3 separate regions of the Mus musculus genome follow, and regions 2 and 3 are each linked to region 1. The links are chromatin contacts, called in public promoter capture Hi-C maps. All regions are on one chromosome and are shown on one strand. The core of a region is the stretch at or near the end of the contact, and the rest is flanking DNA. Distances in the headings are between cores, read along the strand shown.

Evidence for each region. Promoter capture Hi-C pulls out the DNA fragments that hold promoters and counts their contacts. Capture Hi-C pulls out chosen DNA fragments and counts their contacts.
Region 2: a contact with region 1 is called in a promoter capture Hi-C map of adipose tissue. The contact joins the promoter of Gpat3 here to the promoter of Coq2 in region 1. A contact is called at or near these places in 4 of 39 promoter capture datasets (the C10 cell line, liver and pre-B cells), 4 of 484 Hi-C or Micro-C datasets (CD8 T cells, bone marrow-derived macrophages, cardiomyocytes and 1 more), 7 of 115 datasets of contacts at active chromatin or transcription factors (the 230-238 cell line, acute myeloid leukemia, large pre-B cells and 3 more) and 2 of 9 other capture datasets (adipose tissue and liver).
Region 3: a promoter capture Hi-C map of hematopoietic stem and progenitor cells shows a contact between it and region 1, with 2.5 times the contacts expected there. The contact joins the enhancer-like site here to the promoter of Coq2 in region 1. A contact is called at or near these places in 11 of 39 promoter capture datasets (the 3T3-L1 cell line, 3T3-L1-derived adipocytes, the C10 cell line and 6 more), 2 of 484 Hi-C or Micro-C datasets (bone marrow-derived macrophages and nephron progenitors), 6 of 115 datasets of contacts at active chromatin or transcription factors (the SCID.adh cell line, bone marrow-derived macrophages, large pre-B cells and 3 more) and 4 of 9 other capture datasets (adipose tissue, liver, macrophages and 1 more).

What each region holds. Positions count from the first base shown.
Region 1 is chr5:100,671,621-100,676,322 of GRCm38.p6, forward strand. Coq2 (coenzyme Q2 4-hydroxybenzoate polyprenyltransferase) reads right to left here and starts at 2,636. Exons shown (of 7, transcript NM_027978.2): 1 at 2,369-2,636. The coding sequence starts at 2,621.
Region 2 is chr5:100,844,802-100,849,960 of GRCm38.p6, forward strand. Gpat3 (glycerol-3-phosphate acyltransferase 3) reads left to right here and starts at 1,428. Exons shown (of 13, transcript NM_172715.3): 1 at 1,428-1,560; 2 at 1,854-2,147. The coding sequence starts at 2,007. It overlaps Gm46917 (a long non-coding RNA gene), which reads left to right and starts at 2,758. Exons shown (of 2, transcript XR_001784903.1): 1 at 2,758-3,408; 2 at 3,876-4,163. It also overlaps a transcript of Abraxas1 not described here.
Region 3 is chr5:100,485,926-100,490,424 of GRCm38.p6, forward strand. The region is part of intron 1 of Lin54 (lin-54 homolog (C. elegans)); the gene reads right to left. Among named protein-coding and RNA genes, the nearest start is that of Lin54, 12 kb to the right of the region's middle. Within about 2 kb of position 1,421, at least 14 of the 459 cell types and tissues checked have an H3K27ac peak or open chromatin away from gene starts, as enhancers often do. A contact at or near this core is called in the HPC-7 cell line and hematopoietic stem and progenitor cells, where this site is marked.

The DNA of each region.
Region 1 (4,702 bases), core at 1,386-3,885:
ACCGGTTGACTGACCAGTGATGTAGCCCAGTGGTAGGTAAGTCCCTTGACTAGCCTATGGGAGACCCTTTGAGTTCCACTCCTAGTACTGAGAAACAACAAAAAAGCTTTGCTACTGCCTTCTAAAACACAACGACTAATACTGCTCTATGAAAGTAAGTAGATATAACATCAATACAGTAAAACAATAACTGTATCACTGTCTTACAAGACATATACATATTAAACCAGGAACTCTACTGTCAATTTCTGCTCCTGACACAAGGCAGGGGTCCAAAACTATTCACAGAATGAATTTTACCTTGTAACTGTCTTATTTAGAATCAAAACATACAGGCCAGTATCTTAAGGCACTCAGCACAAATAACTACAAAGGTACGTTTCTCTAATCTCCAGTTCTGTGACTAATGCCTCAGGAGCCCTTATGTGAAGGCACTATGGTCAAAGTATTTACCATGTGTAGATTAAAGTCAACATTAGCACTTTCCTTTTATAGAGAAAGAAACGACGGTGCAGAGACAGAAAGTAATTTAACCACAGTCCCTCCACTGGATTGAGCTGAAGGTTCAAAACCACAAGGTCTGGCTCAAAAATGTGGCTCAGAATCACTTTATAGAGTCCTGTTACATGGCAGGATGTACAGCCACTAGATTAATGATGCTTAATTGTGAAAACAGAAACAATGGCAGCTGTTGATCTGTCCTGCGTGTCTGCAAGTCTCTCTTGTAGCTTTGTCACCCAGAATCTAAGAACAGAATTATAAAATGCTTGTGTAAACCCTGAATTATACAACACCCTAATAATGGCAGGCCTGCCTTCTATTTAATAGGTGTCTATAATCTCTTGTTGCAGTGATTCGGTGCTTAAAACCCACACAGGGAGCATTCACATCTAGAATATCAACAGTGACACCTGGCTACTGCCACCCCACCCACTTTGTCACCTGGACGCTGAGGCAAGCTCTGGAGTTTGTGGCCAACCTGCAGTACAAAGCAAGCCCTTGTCTTATGCAAAATAAAACAGGTCCAGCCAGGCATGGAGGAGAGTGCCTGCAGTCCTAGCAACTGGGAAATGGAGGCAGGAGGTCAAGGTTAGCCAAAGACACATATGGGACCCTGTCCAAAAACAAACACCAAACCCAAACGGGGCCACGTTGGGGGTCCTGGATAGGTAAAGGCAGAACAAATAAGTTTGGCATTTGGATGTTCTTCCATACGCTGAAACTGTACATACTGACATCTAGATTAGCTGGAATTCAGTTGTATCCCTCTTCCTACATCTTTCCAGGGTTGCAGGTCAGGCTCCTAGTCTTAATGTTTCAGCACTAAGTCTGTTTGTTTGGCTTTTATTTCAGAATATAAAGCCCAGACTGACTTGCAACTTGAATCAGCCCTCCTGCCGTTGGATGTTAGACTATAGATGTGAGCCACCATATTTAGCTACCCTTGGATTTTGAAAATATTTCTCCAAGACCTCTCTACTCTATAATATAGCATTTCCTTTGGAGTACTATTTTTTTCAGTTGTTCGAACTCTGGAGACAGTAAGTTATTTTTCTTTTCCTGTGCATGACCTATACCTCTGATACTTTTCCATACTTTCCTAGGTTATCAACTGTCTTTTCCAGCCAGAAACAAATTCTTTCAAAGCTGGTAGTTTTCCTAGCTCATTCTGTCACTAAGGCCAGGTGACTTCATCTACAACTCCGGGCATCGTTTTACCAACTAGACAGAAACCTTGCGTGCAGACGGAGCTTATATTGTGTCACAGGTGTCAATAGTCCGTGAGCACTTTGATGAAAAAGACTGAGAAAAAGAAGGTCATAGAGAGGCTTGTGTGAGTTTACGTTGGCGGGCAATTCTAAAGCACGATAACCCGGCTGTGTTCAGATGCTCTCAATCTTTGTAACCGGTGATGAGGGGGAAAAAAAGCCCAGTAGTAACACTTTTGGGGTCCTTCTGGTCTGGCTCTGACGAGGAGCCTTGATTTCAATAGTCTTACTTACATGCCCCTTGGGCCTTACATAATTGGAGGCAAAAATCGAAAACTAATGAATGCAGAAATGCTTCAAAACTGCAAATCAACAATCAAAAGCTTCGTGAAAGCAAAGGAGCACCTGCTCACATCTGAATGGGGTAGGAGTGGTCTGGAGTTTGTGGAATGGTCTGGGAATATGTGATTATCAACGTCCGCCTCCGGGACTCCCGGCTCAGAGCGAGGGAAAATCTGCGTGTCCCTGGCTAAGGTCCTGACCGAGTCCCGAGGGGACTGGCCCAATGGGTGCATCGCAGCGGAGTCGCGGTCACTGCGGCCCTGCTCCTCAGGCAGGCAGGCTGTCGAGCGCAGCGCAGCCCAGCCCGCCCCACTCACCTATGGGCTTGTCCAGGCGCATGAGGCGCAGGTAGGGCTGCAGCGGGCGGGGCGCCGAGTTCACCACGGCCGCGGCCGACAGGCTGAGAGCTCGGCCCCGCTGCGTCCCGGGGGCCGGGGCTCGCCGATCCCGCGCGCCCGGAACCCCTGCGCTGCGCACCAGGGCCAATGGGAGCCCGCGCGGACCTCGCAGCCATGCGGACCGAACGGCCCGCAGGCCCCGCGCGAGCCCCGCGCCTCCCCAGCGCAGCATGGCGCCAGGCTGGACGCCGGTCGGTGGCGTCATCCAGGGCGACGGGCCGCGGGCAGGCATGCGCAGTGGTGGCGCGCGCGCTCCTGGAACTGGATTTACAGACCGGGCTGAGCCGTATGGTGCTAGAAATCAAACCTGGGTCCTCTGTAAGGAGAGCAGCAGGTGCTGTTCACCGCTGAGCCATCTCTCCATCTCCAGGCTTCTTAATGAACTCAAAAGGAGAGTGTTTGTTTATTTGTATGGAATAGTTCTACCATAAAAAGAAAAACTTAAGTCCAAAAATGTTAACTACATGGAATGTTCACCTTCTAACACTAAAAGGGAAACAAAAAGCCAAATCAAATTATGTAAATTTTTATATATGTATATTCATATATACATATACTCATATATATACATATATATGAATTTAAGTATATCTATCTATATCTATATACTTAAGGGAAATTCTTTACTCGAGGTGAACCTAAGTTTGACAGCTAAAAAGGATGCAGTTTCACTCAAGAACAACTTCATAACCAGGTGGTGGTGGCGCACTCCTTTAATCCCAGCACTCGGGAGGCAGAGGCAGTCAGATCTTTACGTTTTCGGCCAGCTTACTAAAGAGTGAGTTCCAGGACAGCCAGAGCTACACAGAGAAACCCTGTCTTGAAAAATAAAACAAAGAAAAACAAAACAATAACCAACTTTATGCGACCCTTGTTAATATAGTTGGCCGTTGCATGTTTGCAGGTACCTGGTATGTGTTATTCCACGGTAACCCCTCACTGACTGGCTCTGGACAAGTCGCTTATCTGGATTTTAGTGTTTTGAGATGGTGGTGTATCCTTTTCGGTGCCCTTCCTTAAAGCCTATGAAGTGAGTTCTGTGATCCTGGCCTGGCGCTTGAGGAAGGTGCAGCAGGGGGCGCGCTGGCCTTTGCAGTCTGGGAAGCGCTGCTGGTCCTTTGATCTTTTAGCTCCATCTGCTGCTTGCCAGTTGAGCTCCTCTACAGGTTTGCGGCCTTTGAGGCTCCTTTCTTTTCCCAAAAGTTGCCTCCACGCTGTTTATTTTCAAGCACCCTTTCAGGTAGCATAGGTGCCGCCATGCCAAACACGAGGCTCTTTCACACTTGCACACTATTTCCATTTGCCTGGAGTTCCCAACACAATATTTAAAATGCAAAAATCATTGCGAATGCTTTCTATTTTAGAGGGAAAGGATGATAAAGCTGTTTTTTAAAATTGCTTTTTTTTTATTTGAAAAAAATGTATTTTAAAGTCCACTAACTTTTTCACTCTCAAACCCATTTCAACTTGTCCTGCAGTGGTAGTAGGACATTATAAAAGTAAAGACTAGACTGAGTCCAAAGAATAGTTATTAGCATGAAGCAGGAGCGACCATGGCTCTCTGCCCTGTTCTGTTAACTCCATAGAGGGTCAATAGCAACCTTTTGCTTTTGTGACATGATGTCTGTGGCCTTCCGTGGGAGACACACACACACACACACACACACACACACACACTAAATAACTAAATACATGGAATAAATGTTTGAGGTTTTGGGTTTTTTTGGTTTTTTGTTTGTTTGTTTGTTTTGTTTTATTTATTTATTTATTTATTTATTTATTTTTATTAGGTATTTTCCTCGTTTACATTTTCAATGCTATCCCAAAAGTCCCCCATACCCACCCCCCCAATCCCCTACCCACCCACTCCCCCTTTTTGGCCCTGGCGTTCCCCTGTACTGGGGCATATAAAGTTTGCAAGTCCAATGGGCCTCTCTTTCCAGTGATGGCCAACTAGGCCATCTTTTGATACATATGCAGCTAGAGTCAAGAGCTCCGGGGTACTGGTTAGTTCATAATGTTGTTCCACCTATAGGGTTGCAGTTCCCTTTAGCTCCTTGGGTAATTTCTCTAGCTCCTCCATTGGGGGCCGTGTGATCCATCCAATAGCTGACTGTGAGCATCCACGTCTGTGTTTGCTAGGCCCCGGCATAGTCTCACAAGAGAGAGCTATATCTGGGTCCTTTCAGCAAAATCTTGCTAGTGTATGCAATGGTGTCAGCGTTTGGAAGCTGATTATGGGATGGATCCCTG
Region 2 (5,159 bases), core at 178-2,677, 170 kb after region 1:
TTCCACATAATGCCTGGTAGATGCTTTTCAAAAAATAATTTTTGTTACGTTTTATTTATTTTGTGTGTGTGGGGAGGCATGCCACCGAGCACAGGTGGGCAGGAGATAAATTGGTTCTCCCCTTATACGGGGGGGGGGGGGGGGGGTAGTGGTGGTGTCCAAAGATTGACGGGTCATCCTAGCTGACTGGCATCAGGCAACTTTGTTGATGAGCCACCTCAATGACCCCAGAAGCTGTTTTGAGAGTAAGCTCCGTTTCCTTCATAACTTCATTGTCCTCCCCTTCCCCCTTCTTAGTGGGAAAAGTGTCTTACACCTACCTGGCAGGAGGCTCAGAGAACAAACTTGTACAGTCTTTAAGGCCGGCTTCCTTCTTCCTCCACCCCTTCTGGAGGTGAGGGCAGCTTTCTCTGCAATATTTGCTGTAAATACTTTCAGTTCATTTTGCTAGCTCTCTCACTTTTTCCAGCTCCCAAACTGACTCCCGACTGTCAACAGTAAGAGTTTGGTCCTTCTAAGAATTGAGGGCCGACTCGGTGATGGTTTGGATCCTAGTCAGTCGCTTTGCAAACTGCTGCTCTCAATATCTTTTCTCACGCTTATTGTTAAAACTGGTTGTCCTGCAGTGGAATACGCGTGCAGGATTTTCCCTTCTTCGTTCTAGTAAGGCCGTTCATCACAGCGGCGTGGGACGTGGACCCCTGAGAAACTCTTAGCCAGTTAGGTGAAGGTTAGTATTTGCGCAGCGTTTTCTGCAGTCGGTGTAGGCGGATGCTAGGGAAGCTTAGACTGGAATCTCCTCCAGGGAGGGGAGTGACAAACAGCCTCTAGGGTGTCCTGTCCTCCCCTCCCCCTCGCCCGCTCACCGGTCCGCCTGCCCTTTTAAAGCAAGGTCTATAAAGGATCTACCTATTTAGTCTTAAGCTGACTGTTGGAACTCAAAACAGCCCAGACCCATCTCCTCGGAATTCTCCAGTCGCAGATTCCCGAGCGTAAGTGCTGGAATTCCAGTCTTCTGCGACACAACCGCTTGGAATTTCTGGGTCTATTTTGTGGCTAGAGAGGTGGTGGCAGAGTGGCTAAGGCGACTTGTGGAGAGAGAGAAAGCGGGCGAGCTTTCTTTCCCTGACTGCAGCTAGGAAGGAGGTAAGAGAGAGCCACGAGCCACGGTGCGCGACTGCCTCACCCTTGTTCAGTAGTTTCCTCCTCCCGAAAGCCCTTCCCAGGAGGTCGTGTTGCAGGCTCACAAACAAGATCTTCCGCAGCGATCGGGGACGTCAGCGGTCCGTTCTGTGGGTGAAGATGGAAAGTCTGCTACCGAAAGAACCTTTGCTGGGAGTGCGGGGGGGCGGGGCGGAGGGCGGCGGCTCTCTAGGCAGCAGCGCCCGGGAGACGCGGTCATGCCCCGGAGCTCCCTGTTGGGTGGCGATGGGGGTGGGGCAAGGGTAGAGTGTAGAAAAAGGGAGCCCGGCGCCCGAAAGCCACTGGCTACCCGCATAGCCCGCAGCCCACGCCGAGGTGCAGGGAACCTGCGGGGATCCTCGCTGCCGGAGGGCCTCGGTGAGTCACCGCGGGGTTGTCGCAATCGTTACCCGGAGGAAATCAGGCCCGGGGTGGGGCGCGTTCCTGGCTGCCTCCATGCACTCTGACTGCACTAGGGTGTCCCGTAGGTCACCCAGCTGGGTCTTCTCGCCAGAGACACTCAGGTCTGAGCCGGCTGCCGTGGCTACAGCTTGGCCTGGGCCTCCAGTAGAGAGTGAGCTTGCGGGGCCAACCGGGACCCAAGGGGAGGAAGCAAGGAGATCGCAGTAGTTCTGAGAGTTCTCGCCTTCCCTTTCCTCTTCGCTCCGCAGAGCTGAAGGGAACGAGGCGGGCGGCAAAGACTCCTCAGAGCCCGGCTCCGGGCTGGACGCTGTGTTTTCCGAACTGCGGCTGGACTGCCTGGGACTCTGACACCTACCGCTCTCGGCTTTCCTGGGGACCTCTTCCTGAGGGCGTGCTGAGACATGGAGGGCGCAGACCTGGCGGTGAAGCTCCTGTCCACCTGGCTGACGCTGGTGGGCGGCCTCATCCTTTTACCCTCGGCCTTCGGATTATCCCTGGGTATCTCGGAGATCTACATGAAGATCCTGGTGAAAACCTTGGAGGTGAGTGCAGGAAAGGATGTGGAGCTCCCGCTGCTCTGAGGACTTCGGATCTTGGAGTGGCAGGGGTTGAGCTTTGAACTGTGAAAGCAATTTGGGCAAGGGGGTCAGTCAGTGGTGGGAGGTCGGGGTGGAGATGGAACGGGGACCCGAGAGAATATTTCAGTTTCTGGTCTGCTGTAGTGAGAAAGACAGCCTGATACCAGTCAAGAACAGTAGCCCACCTCACAAGAATCCCTCTATCTGTATTTCTTCTTCACTACTATTTTTTTTTTTTTTTTTTTTTTTTTCTTACTAGATTAACCCCAGGACAGCCGTTTGCTGTATCAGCAGGTTTATTACCCACTATGCCTCTCGGGCTGTCACTTCACTCTTGAGTTTTTACAGCCCCAGGTTTCAGAGGTCCTTTTGTGACTACAGAGGCATCCTGTTCCACTTGGTGCCCAATATAAGACACCAAATGGCTGGGTGGCAGAGAAGAATCTGATTTTTTTTTTTTTTTTTTTTTTTTTTTTTTTTTTTTTTGGTTTTTCTGGACAGGGTTTCTCTGTGTAGCCCTGGTTGTCCTGGAACTCACTCTGTAGACCAGGCTGGTCTCGAACTCAGAAATCTGCCTGCCTCTCTGCCTCCCGAGCCTCCCGAGTGCCCGGCTGAAGAATCAGATTTTATTTTAATGTAGTCACGGGGATTTTTATCTAATCAGGTGCACTGGAATACTATCCCAAAGGTTTCTGGTCCTGGGTTTGTTTGCAGATTTCAAGGACAAAGGTGTTAGATCCAACTGAGTGGAGGGACAGGAGGGACGACATCAGCATAAGCTTATACACTCTTTTTTAGTAAAATTTAGAAGGCCACTCCAGGCCGGGAGGCAAGTGATGTGAGAATCGGAGTTCAGACGTTTGCTTGAGTTAAGTGTGACAACAGTGAATGCAGAGGCTCTGTAGGCTGTACAGCTTTGCATTGGTTTGGTACCCAAATCTCATCCCTGTTTCTCTGTATCTGATCTAGCAAGGTCATCTGATCCCTGTACCTTATAGTATTCGCCCTCAAAAGAGGGGAAACAATGCCTATTTGCATATAGATTTTGTTTTGGTTTTGAGACAGGATCTCACTCTTGGTGCCCTGGCTGGCTTTGAAGTTCTTGACAATCCACCTTCTGTTTTCTGGTGTTACAGAGTGGGACCGTCAGACTTAGCTTTCCACGTAGTTTTTAGGAGTGCGAACACATCAGTGCATTGAGTCCGTAGGAGGGCACTCGTGCATGGTGGGTGCCTTGTGTCTTTATGATTAAATGACGGGGTACGATTGCTTAGATTCTGCTGCCTTCGGTTTCTCCTGATTCTTTATTACCATCTGTAGCTGTGCACTTTTTTGACCTGTACTTTCTGCCCTCCCGTAGGACTTGGCTCTGTCCCTTGCTTTTAGCACTGGAGTGGCTCCTAGATGCACATCTCTACCTCTGCTGCTTGCTAATGCTTTCCCTTAGGCCTTTGCTGGACTTTCTCTTTGCTGGCCACTTTGTGAGTCCTTAAAATGGTTAGATTCTTTTATCTGCCCCACTCTCTCTTCCAAAATGGCATCTCACTTCTTAGCTCACACTTGCTGGCCTTGAACTTGGCTCTTGCTGCTTCAGGTTCCCAAGCACTGAGTGATGTGTGCCACCTTGTTAGCTAGCCTTCAAGGTTTTAACTTTTTTTTTTTCTCTTCTCTCTTCTTATTGCCATTACACAGTGTTGTAGTCACACTATGCTGCGGATTTTAGTTTCCTCCCTACTGGCCGTTCTTCAGAATGCTAACTCCACATACAGCAGTGATCCTCTTCAGCACTGCCTCCTGAAATGACCTAGCTGGTTTCTTGGGCAGCAGTGTCCTTTGGAGAACCAGATAAGGGGAATCACAGGCACATGCTGGCTTCCAGGTGCTCATTACTGCCTCGCTTTAATCTCCAAGGAGGGCGTCACCACCCAGTTGTTCTCGGTCGTCAAATTACTGTATTTGATGAGATGATTGCCCATCCAGGTTCTGGCTTTTGAGTTTGTTTGTCCGGGCCCCAAGCGTTTTCCATCCAGAGCAGAAACCAACGTCAGAGAAGATCTCTATTTCTCTCCACATGTGCATTGACCTTAAACCCAAGAAATACACACACGGCACACTCATCCCACACCTTGCCACAACAGTCACACCACAGCCCCCGACCATAAGCCAATCACACACATACACTCTTCATTGTCTATTGTGTGTTTACTTTAAATTTTTAAAAAAGATTTATTTTTTATTATATGTAAGTACACTGTAGCTGTCTTCAGACACACCAGAAGAGGGCATCAGATCTCATTACAGATGTTTGTGAACTACCGTGTGGTTGCTGAGATTTGAACTTGGGACCATCAGAAGAGCAGTCAGTGCTCTTAACCGCTGAACCATCTCTCCAGCCCCAAATTTTTATTGTTAATAGGCGGCTTTTTAAATGACCATACTTAAAATTCTGGAGGTTGTTTTGGGTTTGGAAGCCCGTTGAATAGCTCACTGTGGTGTCAGGTGGCTCACTGAAACCACAAGTGTAATCCTAGCATAACAGGGAAGCTGAGACAGGAGGATTGCTTCGAGCTTGAGGATGGCCTAGGCTATAGAGTGAGACCTTGTCTTAAAAAAAAATATATATATATTGTGAGCCATCTCGATGACCCATAAAAATTGTTATTATTGGGACTGGAGAGATGGCTCAGTGGCAAAGGACATTGACTGCTCTTCCAGAGGACCTGGGTTCTATTCCCAGCACCCAAGTGGCTGTTACTCCAGTTCTAAGGGGATTCCAATGCTTTCTTCTGGCCTCCTTGACCACTGTACAGATGTGGTGAACAGATGTGCATGCGCCTATACACATAAAGTAAAGAAATCTAAAACAGTAGTAGTATGAGCTGGAGAGATGGCTCAGCAGTTAAGAGCACTGACTGCTCTTCCAGAGGTCCTGAGTTCAATTCCCAGCAACCACATGGTGGCTCACAACCATCTGTA
Region 3 (4,499 bases), core at 171-2,670, 190 kb before region 1:
TAAATAACAAAATGTATCAATGACCTATCTACAAATGGCATTACCCTACTTATAAACATCCACTAAACAGTAAAGGGGTTTCTAGATGAATCCACTTCACGGAGATCAAATGGACTATGTGGCCCAAGTCTAATCAAGTAGCTTCTTATAGAGGAATTTTTCTTTGGAAAGATTTTCAAATCCTCTGCCATTTAAAGTATCAAAGAAGAAACTATTCAAGATTATATAAGTCTAGAGAGATGGCTCAGCAATTAAGAGCAATTGTTGTTCTTGCAGAGGACCAGGGTTCAGTTTCTAGCACTCTCATGGTGGCTCAGAACATTTTGGAACTCCATCCAGTTCCTGGTGACTCAATGCCCTCTTCTGACTGCTACAAACACCAAGCATGCACACAGTGTACATACATACATGCATGCAAAACACACATAAAATAAAAAATAAATAATGTACAACCAGCCCCCATCAAGGAAAAAAATAAGTTTAGCTTATGAACAAATCAGCCTAAATACTTTTCCCTAAAAATCCTTTCGAACTTCCAACAAAGGAGTGGTGTCCAGTATCAGCATGTAATAAAGACAGTATGGCATGAACCAGGAAACTACTGTTTGCTCAGAGAACTTCGAAAATCGCTTAGATCCTAATCAGCAACTCTTACTTCTCTTCTTTTGGAGACATAGTATCCTCTCACCTCCTAGCACAGCCTGTCTTTTTTTTTGGTTTTTTTTTTTTTTTTTTTTTTTTTTGACAGGGTTTCTCTGTGTAGCCCTGGCTGTCCTGGAACTCACGCTGTAGAATTAAGGAATTAAGATTCAGAAGCCAGGCCTTTAATCTCAGGAAGGGAGCTAGTAATGAATGCAACAGCAAAGATCAGTCTCAAAACACATGTGAGGAAGGGCCCACGCTGCAATTCTCGGATGCCACGGGTAAATACCACAGAAGGGCCTGACCTACAGTAGTTCAACTGTGATTTTTTCTTCTTCTTTACAATGTGCAAAATGGGGCACAGACGCATAGGCATGAACTTTGGTCTTAAGGTCAAGACACAGATGGAGCTAGTGGCTCCACACTAATAAACACACCTTGGCATTTCTTCCAATCCTAAGAACTCCTCTTGTAGCCCAACCAACTCCTGCGGTTTTCACTAACACACAGCTCCATACCCTCCCTCACTGCCACCCTGTGGAAATCCCCACACTCCAAGTTTTGAGGGATCCTTCACTCAGCAGCCACTCGCACTGCCTTTCAGCAAAGGGCATGGGCTTGAGTGTGTACAATAACTAGCATCATCTAGTCGGTTCCACTTGTCAGCTGAGCCACTAAATATGATCTATCAGGTAAAACTCTCTTGCCCAAGTTGTCTACCTCACAGAGGAGTACTCATTGCCCAGAAAATCTTTCACAGCCTGTAACCTAGCCCACAAGAACCCTACCCTTCCTTCCCCTTTTCAGAAGCCAAAGCCCAAATTCAGGTGGGAGGTTTGGTTTTTTAAATAGGCTGTTTGCAAGCAAGGAAACACAGTACCAGTTACTGCTTCATCCTCCAAACACAAGAGTCCTGAGTCTGAGACAAAGCTTTTTGTCTGTCTGACACACACACACACACACACACAGACAGAGCTGCCACCGCCTCCCTTTGTAGCTCATACAGAAATGCAAAGACCCCAGAGTAGGCTCCCAACAGCATATCTACCCATCAACATTTCATACTCCAAGTGTATGCCTCTGATGCTGCTCAGTCTACCCCTAAGTACTGTTTTTATGCTATTATAAATGATGTTCCCTACTTCCCAAGTGTCTATCATTAACACTGAGATAGGATTGAGTTTTGATTACTGTCCATGTACCCTGCATCCTAAGCCCACTTATTCACTGTAGTAGCTTGCAATGTAGATTACTGAAAACGTTCATCAATACTTGTCTGCAAGTAATAATTGCAATTCTTCCTTTCTTTTTTTTTTTTTTTTTTTTTTGTTTTTGTTTTTGGTTTTTGGTTTTTCGAGACAGTGTTTCTCTGTATAGCCCCGGATGTCCTGGAACTCACTTTGTAGACCAGGCTGGCCTCAAACTCAGAAATCCACCTGCCTCTGCCTCCCGAGTGCTGGGATTAAAGGCGTGCGCCACCACGCCCAGCTCCAATCTTCCTTTCTAATCTGCACACCTTGTATTTCCTTTGCCTTTCTATATTTACTTGTGATGTCACACAAAATGATGACTTAACAGAATGAAAACAGACATCTTTGCCTGCTTCCTGGTATCATCTGTTTCTCTGCAGGTTTCTCAGGCTTCCTTTAACAAGCTGAAAGGGTTAGCTTTCACTGTTTTCACTCTTTCAAATGATCATCTGAACACACATACAGATATGTAAATGAATACAGATGTATGGATTCATTTGTGGGGTGCTGGACAAGTACAGTGGTATAAGTGTAGAGTCGAACGGAGAGCAAAGGGCGAGTGTTGGCTCCTTCCAACATGTCAATCACTAGGACTGAATGTAGGCCAAATGCACCATTATCAGCAAAACCATCTTGCCTATTCTGAAAAGAAAACAAACAAAATAAATTAAAAAAAAAAAACTTGACATAAAGAAATGGCTCAGCAGTTAAAAAGCATTGGACCATATGAGCTGTCTCCAGTCCCAGGAGATCTGATGCCTTCTTCTGGACTCTGAAGGCACTGTACATATGTGGTATACAGGCATACACACAGGCAAGACATTAATACATATGAAGTAAAAATGAATACAACCATAAAAAAATTAAATGAACTCAAGAATGGAGGTTCATGTGCATAACCTACAGATTTAGGAGGTGGAGGCAGGATTGTCAGTTCAAGGCTAACCTGGGTAGTGGTTTAAATTAGTGGCCCCCACAGACTCACATATGAACACTGCATCTCCAGCTGTTGGGCTGCTCAGGAGATTATAGAAACTTTTACAGGTGAAGCCTTACAGGAGGAAGCACGTCCCTAAGAAGGATGCTGAGGCTTCCTCAAGCAGCCACATCCTCCTTCCTGCCCTCTGTGTTCCCTGTAAATGGAGGGAATGTGTACAACCAGCTCCCCTGTTCCTGTGCCATGTCTTCCCTGCCACAGTGGAGTCTTGCTCTGGAACCATAAACCGAAGGTTCTTTAGGTCGCTTTTGGTCATGGTATTTTATCACAGCAACAGAAGGGCGATTAATACCTATATACATATCAAGACCCACTCTCAAAAGAGGGGCAAGGATGGAAACATAACTTATTGGTAGAACGCTGGCCTAGTTTATATGAGGCCCAATGTTCAATTTCTAGCAACACACACACACATTTAATTCTGTCATTTGCTTTTTCTATAACTACCAAAAAATTAGATGGTTTTCTACTTTAGTCTGCAAGTTAAACTAATTTTTATTACCAATCCAGTTCTACATTCTCAGTCCATCATGTATTACCCTTTGTGTTAACTGCTGGATTTATTCAGTTAATATTTTGCTAACAAGCATTGTTGTCTACATTCATGAAAGGTATTGGTCTGTAGTTTTCTTGTAACATCTACCTGGAAATAATGCTAGCCTGATAAAAACGAAGTGGGTACATTCTCTGCTCAGGAAAAGTGTGCACAGAACTGTCTACTTCCTTCTTCCATGTTCCTTAGAATTTATCAGTGAAGACACATAGCTTATCGGAAGCTTTCTCTTGCTTTGATTCTAGAGACAAGGTCTTATATGCACTTTGTACACACTGGCCTCCAGGGACCCTGCTTCAGCCTGCCAAGCTTCTATAGAAAGGAATCACTGCTCCTAGCTTACAAAAAGGCTTTTAAAACCTATAAACTTGATATCTTTGATCAACTCTCTCTGTTTCACCTTCAGTATTTGATAGTTTCTGTTTCTAAAGAATTTGTCTATTTCTTCTTGCCAAATTTATCAGCACTATATAATTATATGTAAGTGTATATGTAATTAAAGTTATGTGTAATAATCTGTAGGCTCTGTAGGAATGCCCTCTCTTCATTCCTCCCACTGGTGTTTTGTTTTCTACCCCTTTTTCGTAGTTAACCTGGCTGGCAGTTTCAATTCTCATTTTTACCTAGCTAAGTGCTACCTTTACCTCCTATCCTCTGAGGGCTTCAGGTGTGACCTGACCTTCTTTTTCCAGAATCTTAAAACCGCAACAAGGATCAGGGCTCAGCAGCCCCGCCCAGAAGGATCAGGGCTCAGCAGCCCAGCCCAGAAGCCCAGAGTGTTATTTCTCCCCCGGAGGGTATCTTTGATATTGTAATTACATTTCTAAAAGTATGCCTGTAAAATTAAATGTGTGCTATCTTGACTTCTCCAGAAAGACATAATTTTTCAAGCTGTGGTTCAGAGCACTACACAGTTTTGTTTTCTTCTTCCCCCAAAGTGTCAAGAAAATACTCAAACGGCAAGGAACTGGACAACCCAGACATGCTGAAGGTCACACGGGCTCCCAGCATTAAAGCTCTCAAGGCACGAGGACTGCCGGTCAAGCCCTCTCTACCT